Regions from separate parts of the Gasterosteus aculeatus genome. Here region 1 is linked to region 2. A link is a contact called in public Hi-C data. All regions are on one chromosome and are shown on one strand. The core of a region is the stretch at or near the end of the contact, and the rest is flanking DNA. Distances in the headings are between cores, read along the strand shown. Region 1 overlaps LOC120818874 (C-terminal-binding protein 2). Region 2 holds the start of LOC120819375 (matrix metallopeptidase-21).

The links. Hi-C and Micro-C count contacts between places; a contact is called where the count stands out from the background.
Region 1: a contact with region 2 is called in a Hi-C map of tail fin, with 2.3 times the contacts expected there. The contact joins the enhancer-like site here to the promoter of LOC120819375 in region 2. A contact is called at or near these places in 5 of 6 Hi-C or Micro-C datasets (liver, skeletal muscle, tail fin and 1 more).

The regions. Positions count from the first base shown.
Region 1 is chr5:11,398,831-11,402,416 of fGasAcu3.hap1.1, reverse strand. All of the region lies in intron 2 of LOC120818874 (C-terminal-binding protein 2), which reads right to left. Among protein-coding and RNA genes, the nearest start is that of zranb1a, 28 kb to the left of the region's middle. Within about 2 kb of position 2,291, at least 8 of the 9 cell types and tissues checked have open chromatin away from gene starts, as enhancers often do. A contact at or near this core is called in liver, where this site is marked.
Region 2 is chr5:11,317,700-11,321,606 of fGasAcu3.hap1.1, reverse strand. It overlaps LOC120819375 (matrix metallopeptidase-21), which reads right to left and starts at 1,645. Exons shown (of 15, transcript XM_078103385.1): 1 at 1,392-1,645; 2 at 1,220-1,303; 3 at 1,048-1,144; 4 at 827-901; 5 at 386-460; 6 at 191-274; 7 at 1-47. The coding sequence starts at 1,640. bccip (BRCA2 and CDKN1A interacting protein) reads left to right here and starts at 2,218. Exons shown (of 7, transcript XM_040176708.2): 1 at 2,218-2,543; 2 at 2,966-3,040; 3 at 3,141-3,221; 4 at 3,307-3,393; 5 at 3,503-3,690; 6 at 3,820-3,907. The coding sequence starts at 2,403.

The DNA of each region.
Region 1 (3,586 bases), core at 1,042-3,541, 80 kb before region 2:
ACATTTCCTCACGTCGTCTCCCAGATCTCGTCTCCCCCCCCACCGTGCAACAGCAACGTCTGACATCTGTGGTCGCGCTGCGTGTCTGCGCATCATTCCTTCAGCTGTAATCACCGCTCCTCCTTTCTCTGCCATCACTTCACCTCGACTGTCATTCCCTCTCCTCCTTTTCCCATCAGCTTGCTCCCTTCCCTCTTTCTAGGTGTGTGTGTGTGTGTGTCCTCCCGTGTGGCAGATTGATTCTCACTCTCGCTGATTTTGACGGAGAGGAAATGATGTCTTCGGGCAAGGGGAGCGGGGGAGGGGGGGGGGCGACAGGCGACACGCCCTCCCCCTGTTGGTAAACTGACAGAATGTCTTCCAGTGTGGCCATTGAGGGCAGGGAGCTGTGGAGCGCTGCGGTCCACTGCAGAACCGCAGGAGGCAGAGTGCTCTATACTTCTCCATTAATTAATCCCCCTCATTTCCTTTCCTCTGTGTCCTCGCTTCCTCTGCTTGTTGCTAAACTGTTTCCAGGCTGCAAATGTGTGTGTGTGTGTGTGTGTGTGTGAGAGACGATTTGGGAAAAATATTCACTGAGAGGGGCAGCTGTTGTCGCGGGTTTACCTGCCAAAGGAATAAATGCATGTAACACACACACACATCCTGCTTTCTGATATGGGCTGTAAATCATTTCTTCCCAATAAAATGTCATTGCATGCCTCAAAAAATCAACTAAACCCTCACAAGTACCCATAGCTCTGAGTTTTGTTTTGTGTTCTTTCCTAGTGTGCCCTCAACTTCTCGACCCTGAATCATTCTTTTGGGATATCTGTGTTCTGGTAATGGAGTAAAAGTACCACATGACGACGTCAAACGGAATAATCACTACTTTCTAAAAGCGTTAGATTTTTTTAAAATAAAAGCTTAGTTAGCAGTATAAAAGCAGTACATTAGAGTACATCGTTGTCAATGAGCTCACAGAACCGCAAAAATGAGAACCGGGTCACGACTAAAATTATTTTTGGAAATCTAGGTCTCCAGTGAAAAAGCCTTTTTTTTAACTACTCGATTACTTACTAGCACTAACAAAATTAGACCGCCGCGCTTTCCTGCTGTTGCTCGGGCTCTTTCAGTCACCAGCGTTTTAATTCTAACCATTCCTGCAGAGAAATCCTTGTGGAACCTGAACCCGGCCCGGGCTGGAGGCCGCGGTTCCTGAGCCAGCAACACTTAGTCAGAGTCTGGCAGCAGGACGCGGCAGAGCGGCGCAACGGGAGATGAGGCCAGAGTTTCCATTATGCGGGGAAGGGAGCGAGGACTTTCTTCCTACCATCGGCCCTCCGAAAGCAAAAGCAAAGGGACGCGAAGCGGGAGGGCGAAACAGGAACGGGGGGGTGAGGAGGGGGGGACCGGACGAGCCGTCCACCAGGCTATCGTCATCCAGGCTGCCAGTGGTTACCTAGCAACCACGGAGCTGCTGTTTGCGGGTTGATCCTTTCCTGAAAACAAAGCTGGGTGAGGGGGGGGGCGGTGCCGGCTGCTGGTGGTGCTGACCGCCAACAGTCACGGCCGTTCACCGTGCCAAGCTGAGCCCCGCCTGTCAAGCGGGAGGGACCCGCCCCCGCCCACAGGGGGGGGTCAGAGGGGTTGCAATACGGATGTGTGCCCGTGTGCATTGTGGGTAGCGTTCAGTTCTGACAGCAGCTACAGGTTGGCAGAAAAGCTGGATTCTTTCTAGCAGCGAAGACCAAAAGTCACTGGCAACCGAAAGTTAATTAAAGAGAGAGAAGGAAAAACGCCACAATTTTGCGTGAAGTTCTGCAGTTTGGGACAGTTTCACTAGTTTCTTCTCTTTTTCAGTTAAGCTTTCCAGCATACATATATATATATATATATATATATATATATATATATATATATATATAATAATACTTAAACATCATCTAACATAATCACTACAAATTGAGCCTTTTAAATTGAATAATTGTAGCTCAAGCCCAAAATGATCGGCATATGTTTTTGATATGTACTACATCTGTGCGGTACTCGTTCATGTGGGGGGGCAAAAGTCGACACGGCAAAGTGAGATCTGAATGAACACAACAGGAATGCACTCGCATGGTTGTGTCAACAAATGAATAGAACCCACACACACACGCACACACACACGCACACACACACACACGCACACACACACACACACACACACACACACCGTGGCGGGCTGCCAGGAGCCGCCAAGCGCTCTGGAGTAACGGAGTAAGTTTGGCACTGCGCACAGATGTGCCGTTTGGTCAAACAACACTTTGTTTTCCCCGCTGGAGTTTCCTCCCCTTTTCACATGGCGCTCTGCCAGAGCCTGTACTTCTGGTTTACTTCCTCGCTCCGACACACACACACACACACACACACACACACACACACACAAAACCTGCCATAACCACGCACGGACCCTTCATCTGCCGGTGACAGTACGAGGTCACTGCCAGAGTTGTAGTGGTTAAAGAAAGGGGTAAAGAGGGTGAGGGTGTGTAGGGGGGGTGGGGGGTGATGGGGGTTGGCAGCCTTCCCCCTCCCCTCACTTCCCCAAAAGTAGCACACAAAGGCTACTTGTGCTGCACTGCCGGTGCCCCACCCCTGTCACCACCCGGCTGCCCGCCGCACCAATGCATCCCCCTGCCAAGAAAATGAGCGCACGCCTGTTTTAAATGGTACCCTCTGTGCGCCTGGGCGGGCAGGGCCCACACAGGGGACAAAAGCGGGTGTCAACAGCATCCCCATTCCTCCCCCTCTCTCCTTTTTCCCGCTCTTTTATTCTTTTTGCCGTTGCCCAGAGCTACAGGGGGGGGCGGGGTTTTCAGAGCCCGAGACCGCAGGGGGGAAACCTGGAGCCAAGTGCGGCGACTCGGGACGGACTGATGGGCCACCTTTACCCGAACACACAGCACCCACCACCCACAGACACACACATACACACTTCTTCCCCCTCCCTCCCTCCCGCCCTCCCCCATGCCAGACTTTGTTACACATCCAGACAAGAAAACAGGAAACATGCTGCTTGCCTGGAAAATGTTGTCTCCACATTCTTCTTCGTCTTAAAAACTACGCATCACAGCAGGCGCAGAAGATGATTGAGGCGAGCGGAGGGAAGAGGGGGGGGGGGGGTAATAAATAACAAAAAGGGAAAAGTGGACCCTCCGCAATAATCCAAAGGAGGGTGTCCCGTCCCCCCCCCTCTCTCTCTCACTCTCTCCTCTTTTCCCCTTCTTCTCCCCTCCTCCACCCACCCCACCCCCCACCCCTGGAGTTGCTCCTCTCGGCCCGGCCCTGTCGGTGAGGGGAAGGGGTTTCCGCGGAGAGCGATGTCTCACTGAGCCCCCGGCTGCGTCATCTCCAGTCCTCAGCCTTTCAGGGCTGAGAGAGAGAGAGAAAAAAAAAAGCACCGCACACCAGCGGCGTGCAGGCCGGCGATCGGACGGTAGCGGGTCGGAGAAGGTGGGAGGTGGGGGGCGGGGGGGTGTTGGGGGAGGAGACACGGGGGGACGCTTTTGTCCTTGTCTTTTTTTTCTCTCCTTAATCTCCCAGGAAGAAAGAGGCTGCCGTC
Region 2 (3,907 bases), core at 396-2,895:
TGGATGTTCAGCGGTTTGATAGACAGTCAGCGTCTCAAGGGGAACTCCTGGAAAACAAAGAAAGAGATCCCAGCCGTGATAGATGTAGCGCAATTTTTTTTATTTTATAATTGGTGTAGTCCCGGTGGGACTTTAATCACCTTGAGTCTTAATCTTGAGATCTTCAGGCACAATAGAGGAGAACACTTACCATTTCCCTTTAAAGCCGTGGGCAACACTTCTCTTTTAATTGAGCCACAGGGGAAAAAAAGCGGTGGAATATTTGTGTCCTCTCCTATGAAAACGAAGACAATAAAATATAAGGTCGTATTAGTTAGCGTAGAAATGGTAAAAGTCCCATTAAACTGAACCGTGAAGAATGCGGGCGTATAAAGTCATATCGTACGTTCAATGATAAGACGTGATAGGACATCTGCTGTCCCCGTGTCCTCGCCCAAAGCCTTCAGACCCAGACTCCCTACTATAACAACAGAAAAAGGACGGCCGATGTCAGCAACACGCTATCAAATGATCACACAAACGAATGATTGAGTTCAGCTCGGTCCACCTGCTTTGGCTACTAAATACACAACTAACTGACAACAAAGACATCAAGAGTCACGAAAGGGAGACGTTAAAGCACACGTCAGGCAGGTGCTGCACCTTGCGCCAAACTGTCACTCGTGTGCGACCTACTTCTAAATGACTGAGGGTGGTAACAACACCTCGCACACTTCTGTGAGCACCAAGTGCCCGCCACACTCTGCTACAATTAGAATTGACATCACAAAAGGCTGTTTTTTTTTCAATAAGGAGAAAAGGGGTTTCATAAGTGACAATAACTCACCTAGTGCAGCAGTTGCCTTACCGACCACATAGATGGACTTGCTGTTCCATTTCTCTTTAACGGAGCTGTTCCATTCTGAAATAATCAGCGGGAAGTGAAGTTGAAGTTGAGAAACACGGTACACAGGATTCATAAGACTCTTCTCTTCGATTGACAAACCTGTGACGTGCAGGGTGCAACAATTATATTATTATTTTAAAACGTGATTCCTTTGTGCCCACCTTCCCTCCTTTCTTCTGCTTCTAAGCACATCTGTACGGCCTCCACTGCTCTTGGACTGGTAAATACAAGACCTCCGTGCTTTTCTGGTTGGAAAAGCTGGGAAAAAGAAGACATCTTAAACTGCAGACAAAAGATACAAAAATTCAATGAACCCATATTAATAGAATTTACCTTATCGGACAATGTGTTTAATGAGACAAACTTAAAAGACAGCACAGGAATCAGGGTTGCTTTATGTCCACGTGTTGCCAACTCCTGAGGAATCAAAAGAAGAACTTCCAGTCAATGCCTTCTGGGTGCAAAAACATATGTGAACACGGCACCTAACAAGGAGGGCATTCACCTTGATGTAAGGGTCCGGTCCAGACTCTCCATCCCTGGGCTCTTTCAGAAGCAGCACATGCATATTGGCAAGGCCTTTAAAAAGCTGGAGCGATGAAATCAATTGGGAAGAATACAACAGATCAAACCACGGTGAAATTTCAATTATGCTGCCATAGAAGAAAACAGCCAAAGCCAGATGCTCCGAACTGCAAAAAGCGTGAGGACGGTGGGCGTGAAGACACAGCGAGCTACACCCTAAAACTGTCATATGCAACCTACCGATAACAATACTGTTGAGTCATGTTTTTGTGGAACTGTAGATGTGGAGAAAATGAAAACCATTCATGTCACACGTTGTCGTTGGATGCATGTATAACATATGTTGCGTTAGCTGCAATGTGGCTATGTCTTCTGTTATTGTTTACATCGGCAAGGCATTGTGAAAGACAGTTTAGCTAGCTCGTAACCGTCCGCCGCTTATTAGAGCTTGTCCGTAATGCGTCGGGATAATAAGCAGTAAATCTACCCGGCTTGTTTAGTACAATGATGTGAATTACAACAGACACTATAAAAGGACAACATATTACACGATATGCATGTACCTTGAGTTGTCGCTACCGCTGACTACATAACGACTTTCAGCCAGGTTCAAGAAGGGGGGATATTGCATTGAACATTTCACTAACTTGAAAATAAATTACGTTTTTTCTGCAATAATACATATTGTTTTACAATGAATAACGCCTAAACTATTAAACGACATCATGCAATCAGCCTGTTAATAACAAATCCATAGTAGTATGCATATTTCAATTAACAGCTGTCCCCTTTTTCTGAAGTGGTTCATTCCATTTTCGCGCAGGGCAACAAGGCCACATTGCGGCTCCGAGGCTCCTACGGCAAGAGGCAAGTCGTGTATATTCAGAGCCATAATGGCGGCCTGGACCCTCAGCTTCCTACCTCGCTGTGAGCTGGACTTTAGCAATAGCCCCGCCCACTCGGTTCAAACTCGTGTTCCCTGTTTGTAAGCATGGCTTCTTCGGCTAAGAGAAGAGCAGTAGGTTTGGCAGAAAATCCCGAGGAAAGACAAAACAGCTCCGATGAGAATTCGGAGGCGGATGCTGATTCCGGGGAGGAAGACAGCGATGCGTCAGAGGAGGAGATCAACGAGGTAAAAAGAAAAGATGATTCAGTGAACGTAAATTCCACGCATGGCCTTTCTAGCTAGCTAGCCAGCTAGCTAACTTTAGCCAACTCAGCTGTTGGCTAAAGGTAACGTGACGTAGTGTTAATAACATGGACAAACTGACTTAACGTTAAGTAGCTATGGTAGTGTTACTTAACGTCGGTTATTATGGCTAATGTAGCTAGTAAAGGATTTTACAGTGCGTGTCAAAAAACGCTGCTACTACTACTACTAATGTTACTTGAGTGAAACTAAAATGACTCACTCATTCGATAATTATATCAAACAACTAAAGCTACCCAAATAGTGTAACAGAAGTACTTAAATCAATACTTTCTCCACATGCAGGCGTTTTGTGTTGCTCTCAACTTACGTCACTCCCTGCTTTGTTTTTGTTTTGCCACCAGGAGGTCATGGTTGACTTTGAAGCCCACACCATCTCGGTCAACGACTTCAATGGTGTCAAGAGACTCCTACAACAGGTCTGAGGCCATATATATATGTATGTGTGTGTGTTTTTCTCTCGCGCTCATATGTTATATGTTGTAAGCATGGCCTCACTTCTGTTGCGTTTGGATACAGCTCTTCCTGAAGGCCCATGTAAATACTTCAGAGATGACAGATCTCATCATTCAACAGAATCACGTTGGAAGTGTCATCAAGGTGCGTTTTAACCTCAGCCCACATTTTCCAGGGGAATTTCCAGCTCGTTACCGTGTGTTAACTTGTCTCTTGTCCCCTGCTCCAGCAAGCCGAGGTGCCAGATGACAGCGACGATGACGACCCGGACGAAGTATTTGGCTTCATCACTCTGCTCAACCTGACTGAGAGAAAGGTAACCCTAACCCTTTGGCGCACACTCCAACCTACAGACTAGTGGGCTTTTGAGGGATCTGATCATTTAGAAAATGTACTCCTCTGATGTCCTTTTTTGCTGTCGACAGGATGTGCAATGTGTGGAAGAGTTGAAGGAGCTGGTCGTGAATCAGTGCGAGAAGAACTCCACCCAGAGTGTGACGGAGCAGCTCGAGCAGATCCTCAATGACAGCAGCAAGCCTGTTGGGCTGCTTGTGAGCGAGCGCTTCATCAACGTGCCCCCTCAGATCGCCCTCCCACTGCACAAACAGCTCCAGTGAGAAGCGTTAACTACTGTTTTATTTTTATTTCATTTGGAATAACTGACCCTAAAAATCCTCCTCCTTAGGGTTTCAAAACGTGTCGTGTCCAGAAAGAAAATTAACTGAATTTACTTTTCCTCCAGGGAAGAATTAGCTGATGCTCAGAGGACAAACAAGCCCAGTGAGAAGTGTCACTTTTGTCTTATGATCAGCAAGACGTGCAAAGAGGCA